Linked DNA regions of Mus musculus: region 1 is linked to region 2. Evidence: chromatin contacts called from public HiChIP or PLAC-seq data. All regions are on one chromosome and are shown on one strand. Each heading gives the region's core, a stretch centred on a gene start, on an enhancer-like site or on the middle of the called end of the contact. The rest is flanking DNA. Distances are from core to core; before and after follow the strand shown.

Evidence for each region. HiChIP or PLAC-seq counts read pairs in DNA pulled down with a chosen protein or histone mark.
Region 1: a contact with region 2 is called in an H3K27ac HiChIP or PLAC-seq map of extraembryonic endoderm stem cells, with 6 times the contacts expected there. The contact joins two enhancer-like sites. A contact is called at or near these places in 1 of 39 promoter capture datasets (cranial neural crest), 1 of 115 datasets of contacts at active chromatin or transcription factors (extraembryonic endoderm stem cells) and 1 of 9 other capture datasets (embryonic stem cells).

What each region holds. Positions count from the first base shown.
Region 1 is chr15:39,818,265-39,823,697 of GRCm38.p6, forward strand. All of the region lies in intron 7 of Dpys (dihydropyrimidinase), which reads right to left. Among named protein-coding and RNA genes, the nearest start is that of Gm16291, 24 kb to the left of the region's middle. Within about 2 kb of position 3,092, at least 17 of the 459 cell types and tissues checked have an H3K27ac peak or open chromatin away from gene starts, as enhancers often do. A contact at or near this core is called in extraembryonic endoderm stem cells, where this site is marked.
Region 2 is chr15:39,030,609-39,035,830 of GRCm38.p6, forward strand. Fzd6 (frizzled class receptor 6) reads left to right here. Exons shown (of 7, transcript NM_001162494.1): 4 at 207-1,224; 5 at 3,242-3,390; 6 at 4,200-4,619. Among named protein-coding and RNA genes, the nearest start is that of Gm7194, 9.0 kb to the right of the region's middle. Within about 2 kb of position 1,608, at least 6 of the 459 cell types and tissues checked have an H3K27ac peak or open chromatin away from gene starts, as enhancers often do. A contact at or near this core is called in extraembryonic endoderm stem cells, where this site is marked.

The DNA of each region.
Region 1 (5,433 bases), core at 1,842-4,341, 790 kb after region 2:
TTGCCAGGCACTGGCATAGCCTCACAGGAGACAGCTATATCAGGGTCCTGTCAGCAAAATCTTGCTGGCATATGCAATAGTGTCTGGGTTTGGTGGCTGTCAAACGGTATTTTTAACACATCCCTTCTGAGAGTAAACTATCTCATCTTATATTCCCTCTCCTCTTCCTGGACCAAAGGAAGGACCAGTATAGCCTGGACTCTCAGAACCTGTCTCCAAGGCGAAACAGCCCAGAGTGCGTTTGAGAGCACAACAGGAGAGCAGTTCTCTTCACGCTCCAGCTACTTCTGCTTGAGAAACAGCTCTCAGCCTCAGAAGTCAAAGTCTGCTTCAAGAGAACGAAAGGAGTCCAGCAGGGCATCCTCTCTCACGCTTGGAAAAATCTCATTTTTACGGATACATCTCTGCATCCTGTTACTATTGAAGGATCCTGTACAATAATTAAGAGCAAACTTTATATGCCCCAGTACAGGGGAACGCCAGGGCCAAAAAGGGGGAGGGGGGGTAGGGGGTTGGGGGGTGGGTATGGGGGACCTTTGGAATAACATTGAAAATGTAAACGAGGAAAATACCTAATTAAAAAAAAAGAATTAAAAAAAAAGAGCAGAGTGAGGGGATGCCCCCCTTGACTTCCTCCGAAGCACAGCTGTCACTGAAGGCAATCTTCCCAGTGTCTCCCAGCCACTGCCAAATCCCTCCTGCCTCCTGAGCCATGTGGAAGGCCGCTCTCTTCCACTTTGCCCAACCACATTCTCCGACATGCTACTGGGCTGAGCTTGACCAAGCTCAAGTTCCAAAGTACCTTTTCAAACATAAGCCTAGGGCATAGCACCTCACTTCTTAAGTTTGCCTTGTATGCAGCAACTTCCTCTCCAAGCGTGCCATACAGAAGGGGCAGATGCTGGCGCATAGCTATGCCTGGCAAAGACTGCACCAGCCAGGTACCCAGCACAGCATCAACTGTGTGGCACCACATCTGCCACATTCACTCTTCATGACTAATGCAAAGTGAGGCTTTTGTATTATTTGTTTCCGAAACCTGTGGCTAGGAAGGAGAAAAAAACGTCAGAAAGAAAAGCACAATGACGACATTCTCCAAAAGACTTGAATATGATTCCTTAACACTGGCAAAGAGATTAAAAGCAAAGGCAGAGAAATTGTCCCACCTCAGGCAGCCTCAGGACACATGTTGATGAAATCTACTACGGGATCCTGGAACAGAAATGAATGCTGGGTAAGAGCTAAGCAAACCTGAATGAAGGATGGGCTCTAGCTACTGATATAGCAATAGTAGTTCATCGACTCTGACAGTAGTGGCACTCTATCAGTTGACAATAGTGGGATAAGGCTGTGGGGACCAAGGGGGTTTTCTCTGCCATCATCGGAACCCTTATTCCTTTTTAAAAATGCACCTCAACATTATCAGAAAGTAAAGGAAGACTATGCCACGGCACTGTGAGCCGGTGTGCAGAACTCACTAGGATTCAGTGTGCAGGGTAGGAAGAGGTAGGAGGTGATGATGGAGAGCAATTCTCCATCTCTAAGGACAGTAGAGAGCTGAGGATGGTGTGTGCAGCCAGGCTAAAAATATTGTAGTGCATCAGAAATGTCCCAGCTAGGTCATCTGCATACATTTTGACTGGGAATAGAGAGTCCAACTGAGTACCTTTCTCATAATAAGCAGGCCAAGAATAGAGAACGCGGGTGTTGGCATCAACCTAGATACTCCTGCTTCTCCTTTTGTATGTGAACTATGCAAACCATTCTTTCTCGTTGTTTAAATGATCATCCAATCCCTTATTCCATGAAGCCTCCTCTCCAACAATCCCCTCTCTTTTTTCTCCATAGTCTACAAATTTTGCATGTTAGTGCAAAATTCGTATGGTGTATGAGAGAAAAAATTCACACAGAATTTAAAATGTCAAATAAAAGTTCCAAAGAGGACTGGGCCTGGTCATTAGCTTGATAATATTTTTTCTGCCTTCAATGGGATAACAAAAGCAGAGAACGTGGAAAGATCTGTGGGTTTCTGAGAGGCTGTGGGAGTCAGCACAGCAGAATCCCTGTGTATTTGCCTGCCTGCTCAACACAGGGGAAGGAACTGAGCATAACCAAGTGCAAATACTCAGCAAAGCCCAACAGCAGCCAAACTAGAAGGATAAGGTCATCATAGCAATGCATCTTAACCGCCCCCTTCCAAACCATGTTTCCTAGCAAGCTCTTTTCAAACTCACTATGTATCCAAAGACAGTCGTGAATTTCTGATTCTCCTGCCTCTAACTCCCAAATTCTGAAATTACAGGTATGGGACATTGCATCTAGTATATGCAGCAACGTTGTATCTAGTGTATGCAGCAACACTGTATCTAGTGTATGCAGCAACATTGCATCTAGTGTATGTAGCAACATTGCATCTAGTGTATGCAGCAACATTGCATCTAGTGTATGCAGTGCTGTGGTTTGACCATGGGGCTTCCTCCATAAAGCAAAGGCTATCAACAGGATTAGTTTAGCTTATAAAATATGTCCACATAAGTTGCTTCATGGTAATCTTCCAACCTGTGTTGCTTTCCATTGCTTCGGGCACTGGGATAGTCATGATAAGCAGAACTGGATTGAAAGCAGGGGAGTGATCAGGAAGACTTGGTAGTGCTAGCACATATGTGTCATAGTAATGAAGACTTAGCTCTCACAAGGCTGAATACATATATTCACCAAAAACAACTTCAAATATTTAACTTTTTTAGTCATTATTATATAAAGAATGGTTGTTATGTAAAAGATAGGTGAAGAACAAATAAAAGAGATGAACAACTGAATAAATGCCTAACATTATGAATAAGATGCCTATGGAGAACAGAAGCATGAGTTTGACCTTAAGTCAGTTATTCTTGGACTAAACTGGAGGAAACTTAAGTAATATATAGACCATTTAAAAAAAAATAACTACACATCTGGACCATTATGCACCATTCTGAAGCAAGTGACGAGGACAGGAGGGACAAAACAATGTTACAGAGATTAGTAACTGGAGCTTGTGAGAAAGTGATCTAAATTTGTATAGCCTCGGGCATGACTCAGGGAGACATAATCACAACCTATAAATACCCTCCAAGCAGCAGAGGGTGGGGAAAGAAGTGAGTGAATTATTCACAGCCTTGCATTCCGGTCATTTCTCTTTGTCCAGTTGTCTGAGAAAGACAACGCTTTGTACCTGAGCTGGTGTGATTCCCAGAACTCAAACCAGCCAAGGACTCTCACCGTGGGTCCTGCTGAGACACCCAGGTGGAAGGTTAAAAAGCAGAGCCCAGCAACTCAAATCCACTCAATAGCGTTTTTTTAGAGGTGCCTCCTCTCATAATGCTCTGTGTGGGCATACTCTTCCTTCCTTTCTTCCTTCCACCCATCTTTCCTTCTGTCTTTCATTTCTTCTCTTCTTCCTTCCTTGCTCCCTCCCCCTTACAGGTCTCTTACATATATCATATTTGCATATATTGTATTTTGTGTGTGCAAATGTGTATGTCTCTGTATCTGTATATGTTTCTTGTGGGTTTTTTTGGTTTTTTGTTTGTTTGTTTGGTTGGTTGGTTTTTTTTTTTTTTTTTTTTTTTTTTTTTTTTTTTTTTTTGGTATTTTGAGACAGGGTTTCTCTGTATAGCCCTGGCTGTCCTGGAACTCACTCTGTAGACCAGGTTGGCCTCGAACTCAGAAATCTGCCTGCCTCTGCCTCCCAAGTGCTGGGATCAAAGGCGTGCGCCACCACGCCCGGCTTCTTGTGCTTTTTTTAAAGCTCTTTTTCTTCTGCTAGTTTGTTTTCTTCTTCCTATTCCAGCTTCTTTGCTTTTATTTTATCTTATGTTAGTTTATTGCCATTATTTAGATAGCTGTAGCCTAATGAAAGAGTGAAAGAAAGGCTGTAGATCTGAGTGGGTGGAGAATCGGGAGGGGGAGGCATCTGGAAGGAGCTAGGGAAGATGAAACCATAGTTAGAATATATATGGCAAAATCTACTTTCAATTAAAAAGTGAAATGAGTTGCAAAAACTAGAAAATAAATAATTGAAGGAGAGGAGGAAGAGGAGGAGGAGGGACCATGGAACCAGTCTCCCAGGGCTCTCCCTGGGGTTAGAACTAGACTGGAGAGTTCCGTAGTTCAATAGAGTTTTTTATTTTCTTTCCACTTTGATACAGGAAAACACAGAATAGAATTAAAGTCCCCACCCCAATGGGATAAGAATAGAACAGGAAAAATGAAGTATAATTCTTGCCCATTTTGTTCATAGTTACAGTTTTCTCATTACTTTAGATTTAGCTTTCTTGGTCTTACCTGATGAACACCATCTTAGAGACAAAGTACTTTCTGCCCCACTGACTTGCCCACAGTGTTACTAATTATTATTCCCATGACTCAAACAGAAGGCCTCACAAGTTACAGCTTTTCACATATTCCCTCCAGGAGAGAGGAACTTTGAGAATTTCTGGGTTTTCTAATTATACCCTGTGATCTTCATAAGCCACGAGATATTTGAAAAGATATACCTGGTTCCAGCCTTGGAGCAATGGCTTAAATTACTTGCATTGCGCCAAGAGGACCATTGTACAGTGGTAGAGCCTGCAGAGTGGAACTTACAGAGTGGAGCACAGATCATCTGGAGTCTGTAAAGCCAAGCAGTTGTTCTACATTATCCTTCCTAGACTAGTAGAAAGTCTGTTTACATTAGCTTTATCAGGCATCGAGTCTTTAAACATAACTTTCTCTCTCAATATAAGGACAAAGGCCTCGGGTTGTGACTGGCTCTGATCCCAGGATGTCTCCTGACTTGAGGCTCTCACACAGCTTTTTACTGCTTGGCGGTGAATTTTACAGCAGCAATGAGGTGATGCACTGGAGTGCTGGCCAAAGGCTACCTGCCATGACCAATGGCCTGCCAATCCCACAAACTGATCCCTAGGTAGGGACAGTGAGTGTCCTGAGGAAAGTGCCAACCACAAAAAGACCATCTGGGGCCTGTTTCTAGGCTCTCAGCCATAGGCGCATCCTTCATGTTCCAAATTCCAAATGGCCATCTTTTTCCCAGAGGGTGGCCCAAGGGTACTTCTGTATCTGTGTAACAATATCACTTCCTAAAAACTATGCACTTTTGCTAACTACAATAGAAACAAACATACTGGACCTTGAATAAATCCCATATAGTGAAGGCAGAAGGACCATCAAATTTCCATGTACACACACTGTGCACACAACATGTTTGTGTGCAGAATTTCCTCCTTAGCAGTGTTTACCCCAAGGACATGAGCAAACAAGCACTGCTGGGGACATATCCTACAAGAAGAATCTAGCAGAAATTCAACGTCCATCAATGCTCTTTTGAATTGGTGGAGTTTGCCAGACCCACAATATTAACATAGAATTATGGAAATTGAAAAGAAAGGG
Region 2 (5,222 bases), core at 358-2,857:
ATCTGTGAATGCAGCAAAGTCATGGTTTATACTTGGAAACATAGGATAAAATAAAGTGGGGAGTAGATCTGAGAGGAGTGAAGGGAAGGGGGAATATTATCAAAATACATTGTATGCATGTGTGAAATCCTCGAAGAATTAATGAAAATATTTTTTAAAAATTTAAAAAGTGATGACGTGACATTGAATTTTTGTAAACTTTACAGATTGCCACACTGTGATGACACTGTTCCTGTAACTTCTCATCCACACACAGAGCTTTCTGGGCCACAGAAGAAATCAGATCAAGTCCCAAGAGACATTGGATTTTGGTGTCCAAAGCACCTTAGGACTTCCGGGGACCAAGGCTATAGGTTTCTGGGAATTGAACAGTGTGCCCCTCCGTGCCCCAATATGTATTTTAAAAGTGATGAACTAGACTTTGCCAAAAGTTTCATAGGAATAGTTTCAATATTTTGTCTTTGTGCAACTCTGTTCACGTTCCTTACATTTTTAATTGACGTTAGACGATTCAGATACCCAGAGAGACCAATTATCTATTACTCTGTCTGCTACAGCATTGTCTCTCTCATGTACTTCGTGGGGTTTTTGCTGGGCAATAGCACGGCTTGTAATAAGGCAGACGAGAAGCTGGAGCTCGGGGACACCGTTGTCCTAGGGTCAAAGAATAAGGCTTGCAGTGTGGTATTTATGTTTCTGTATTTTTTTACAATGGCTGGCACCGTGTGGTGGGTGATTCTCACCATTACGTGGTTCTTAGCTGCCGGGAGAAAATGGAGTTGCGAAGCTATTGAACAAAAAGCAGTGTGGTTCCATGCCGTTGCCTGGGGGGCGCCCGGGTTCCTGACCGTCATGCTGCTCGCTATGAATAAGGTTGAAGGAGACAACATTAGCGGCGTTTGCTTCGTTGGCCTGTATGACCTGGACGCCTCTCGCTACTTCGTCCTTCTGCCTCTGTGCCTCTGCGTATTTGTTGGGCTGTCTCTCCTCTTAGCCGGCATCATCTCCTTGAATCATGTCCGACAAGTCATACAGCATGATGGCCGGAACCAAGAGAAGCTAAAGAAATTCATGATTCGCATCGGAGTCTTCAGTGGCCTGTATCTTGTGCCCTTAGTGACACTTCTCGGTTGCTATGTCTATGAGCTAGTGAACAGGATCACCTGGGAGATGACATGGTTCTCTGATCATTGTCACCAGTACCGCATCCCGTGCCCTTACCAGGTAGGTGCTAGCATTGGAATATGCCACTCTTTACCTTCATGTTCCTAGAAGTGCACTTGTCATGGTCATAAAAGTAGACTTTAGTTAAGGAGAGCTATCAGACACAGGGAGTAAGCCCCGGTGTCGTAGCCAGGCTGGGGACTGGCCCAGGAGTGCTTTCTTCAAGCAGTAGCTCTGTTACAATACAGCAAGTCTCCTGTAAATATTTCAAACATTAAAGTGAAAACAACAATTAAGTCGGTGTATGAAAAGCAGACTATGAAGAATAGGCCTCATCATAAGAAAAGAAAAAGTATCTACTGAATTGGAGAGGGTTTTTTTTTCCCCACCTCTTTGGTTAGTAGGAAACCCCTATGTTTGGGCTTAACCTTTTGTGCAGTGTGTGTATCTAAAAATAGACTTTGCCTTTTGCCCAGCCCATCCTGCCATTCTTAACTGAGAAGAACACACAATAGAAAGTACGTTCCCTGTGTCTGAGGCTGAGGATTACTATAAGGGGCTGCGTTTTTAGATTAAAAATTGTAAATTCCTGAAAATATATAATTTGTTACAGAATTTCATTGAATTTTTAAATGAAAGTTTGGGGATTAAAAAAAATACATTTTAGCAGTATGCATTGTGCCTATATACTTAGGAGGCCAAGGGAGAGGATTGTTGAGTTTAAAGTCAGCCTGGGAATGTAGCAAGACTCGGTCTCAAGTAAATTAATTAATTAAAGTAAACAGATTTTATCTGGCTGGAGATGCAGCTGAGTGGCAGAACAGTAGCATGGCACGGTGCACACCTGACAGCTTTCCTTTCTGCACCCTCTCCCTCTGCCTACCCTCCCTCCCTCCCTCCATCTCTCCCTCCCTCCCTCCCTCCCTCTCCCTCTGCCTACCCTCCCTCTCCCTCTACCTTCCCTCCCTCCCTCCCTCCCTCTCCCTCTGCCTACCCTCCCTCCCTCCCTCCCTCTCCCTCTCCCTACCCTCCCTCTCCCTCTGCCTACCCTCTCTCCCTATTTCTTTTTTTTAGCTCCTCCTGAAGAATCAATTTAAGTGATATAGAGATGAACACTGCAACATTATTAGCAGTTGGAATTACATGGGAACTAACCTAAATATGTTTAAATAGGGGCTAGTTGAGTAAGTTAGAACTCACAAAGAAACAAACCTTCAAGCAAAGCTTGCTCTGTGCTGGTGTGGGTGGGGTTCCCAGGGGTAGTAGTTACAAAAAGCTGTGCAATATGTGTAATACTTTTACATTTGAACACTTACAATAATGTTTGAAAATATTGTTATTTAATAAATATATTAAGACTAGCATGCTTTAAACAAAAGTGTGACTTTACTTTTTATCAAATTTGTATACTTTTACATCTTACTAATACTTGTTTTGTGGTAGCCAATCAAAATTTAATATAATGTGCATTAATGCAGAAAGATTATAAAATATGAGTTTAACTGTTTTTATGTTTTAATTTTTACTTTTTGTGCATGTAAGTGTTTGCAAGCATGTGTGTATATACATCACGTGTAAGCTTTGTACCACAAAGCACAGACAGTTCTTCTAAACTGGAGTTATAGACAGCTGTGATCCACGGTGTAGGTTCTAGGAACTGAACGTGGATTCTCTGCAAGAGCAGCAACTGCTCTTAACTGCCGAGCCATTTTTGTAGCCCCTAAACATATTTAAATGTAGACTATAGTAAAGAAAAATAAGTAAATACTCACAGACCAATATCTTCGCAATTCTGAGAGGACAGTCTATCAATAGGAAAGAGCAATAGATCATGCCAAGGTTCTGAAAACACTCATAAGTATTTTTTTCTGTTAACAGCCATATTTTGATACACATGGAAGTTTCGTGTTCAGAACTTCATAAAAATGTATTGAACTTAAAATTGTTGTTCATATAACTTATTTCAAACCTTTTGCAATAAACAGACTAAAAATGTATAATTTGTTCAAGCTTTACTTTGACAATGCAGATTTTTCTTTATATTTTAAGTATGTTAGTATTTGTTTTGTTTTTGTAGGCAAATCCAAAAGCTCGACCAGAATTGGCTTTATTTATGATAAAATATCTGATGACATTAATTGTTGGTATCTCTGCGGTCTTCTGGGTTGGAAGCAAAAAGACGTGCACAGAATGGGCCGGGTTCTTTAAGCGAAACCGCAAGCGAGAGTAAGAGCTGATTGGTTATCTTATGATTGTCTTAAAGTAAACAGATCGAAATGCTAATGTTTCACCTAGAATGATAACAATCCAAACCAATTAAATATTCTGTGATATCAGTTCATATTTATGAGTAAATAGTTCATTTTGATTATATATAGTGTGTATAATGTGCTGTGTGTGTATACACACACACACATATATATACATACATACATACATAGATATTAATTTTCAATTGATTTGACTACTGAACACAAATTTCATAGCTATAGCTGGACAAGCAGAACTTACTTTTAGCACCACACTATGTAACCAGAGGGCAAGGCAGGAGGTGAGGCTCACCTGGATAGCAAGACCCTGCCTCCAAAATACTTTAGTTCAGAACTATATGTCTTACTTACTCTATGTATAGCTCATATCTGTGTTCCCATATAACTTTACTATAACTTGTCAACGTGAATGTTAGAAATAAAACAGAGGCCATTGCTTATACTGACTGTGTCCCTCCCTCTGGTTTGCCATATAGTTAGCAATTTCTATGATACAAATATAGTCAGCCCCAGAATGCTGGTGTGTGCTTCATTTCCTTCAAAACTTTGATTTTTGGCCATTTAACTTCTTACAAGTGTGCTGCTTCTGTTAGTGAAAGCAAAGTAGGTGCTTGCACAAAAGACTTCACTGTAGAGGAATCTCAGATCTCCTAGATAATGCGAACCACACAGAACATCTCACTAATCAGAGTGGACTTAGGGCAAAGGTTGTGTCTGTAGCATCTAAGATGTACTGAGCGGATTCTCTCCCTGGGTCCCTCGCAGCCCCATCAGTGAGAGCCGCCGAGTGCTGCAAGAGTCCTGTGAGTTCTTCCTGAAGCACAACTCTAAAGTGAAGCACAAGAAGAAGCATGGCGCACCAGGGCCTCATAGGCTGAAGGTCATTTCCAAGTCCATGGGAACTAGCACAGGAGCGACCACAAATCATGGCACCTCTGCCATGGCAATCGCTGACCATGATTACTTAGGGCAAGAAACTTCAACAGAAGTCCACACCTCCCCAGAAGCATCCGTCAAAGAGGGACGAGCAGACCGAGCAAACACTCCCAGCGCCAAAGATCGGGACTGTGGGGAATCTGCAGGGCCCAGTTCCAAGCTCTCTGGGAACCGGAACGGCAGGGAAAGCCGAGCGGGCGGCCTGAAGGAGAGAAGCAATGGATCAGAGGGGGCTCCAAGTGAAGGAAGGTGAGGTCAGCCGGCTTTGAAGGAGAGCGTTACTCATCTTTTCCTGGCACATACCTTATCTGGAACAGAAGCATCTTATGATGAGTTACCTATACTTCTAATCTAAGGGAGTTTGGTTTCAATTAATAATATGCTACTAATAGTTTAATTCTTAGTTTTGAGTAGAATCTTAATGTATGACATACAAGTTGGAAAGTGATGTTTGTTTCTTAATAGTTGTTAGTGATATTTGACACTTAGGTAAGTATTTAAAATGCGTCTGGAATACAGGACAAACTGTCACCATACAGCCTAGCTGAGTGTGGTGGTACATGCCTGGAATCCCAGCACTGGGGAGCTGGAGTTAGGAGGCTCATGAATTTGAGGCAAGTTCAAGGCCAACCTCAACTCTAAAAATTGCAAGAAAAGAAACAACTCAAGGAAATGAAACAGCATGTTACCTCATTCTGTCTATATGTGATATTTTATACAAAGATAATTAAATGTTCTTAGTTTCTGAACATGAAAGAATACGGTGAATTTTTTCCCCAATGGCCAAACAATATCAAAAGCTTGGGGTTTTTTGTTTGTTTGTTTGTTTGTTTTCTCAGAATGTTGACAGCT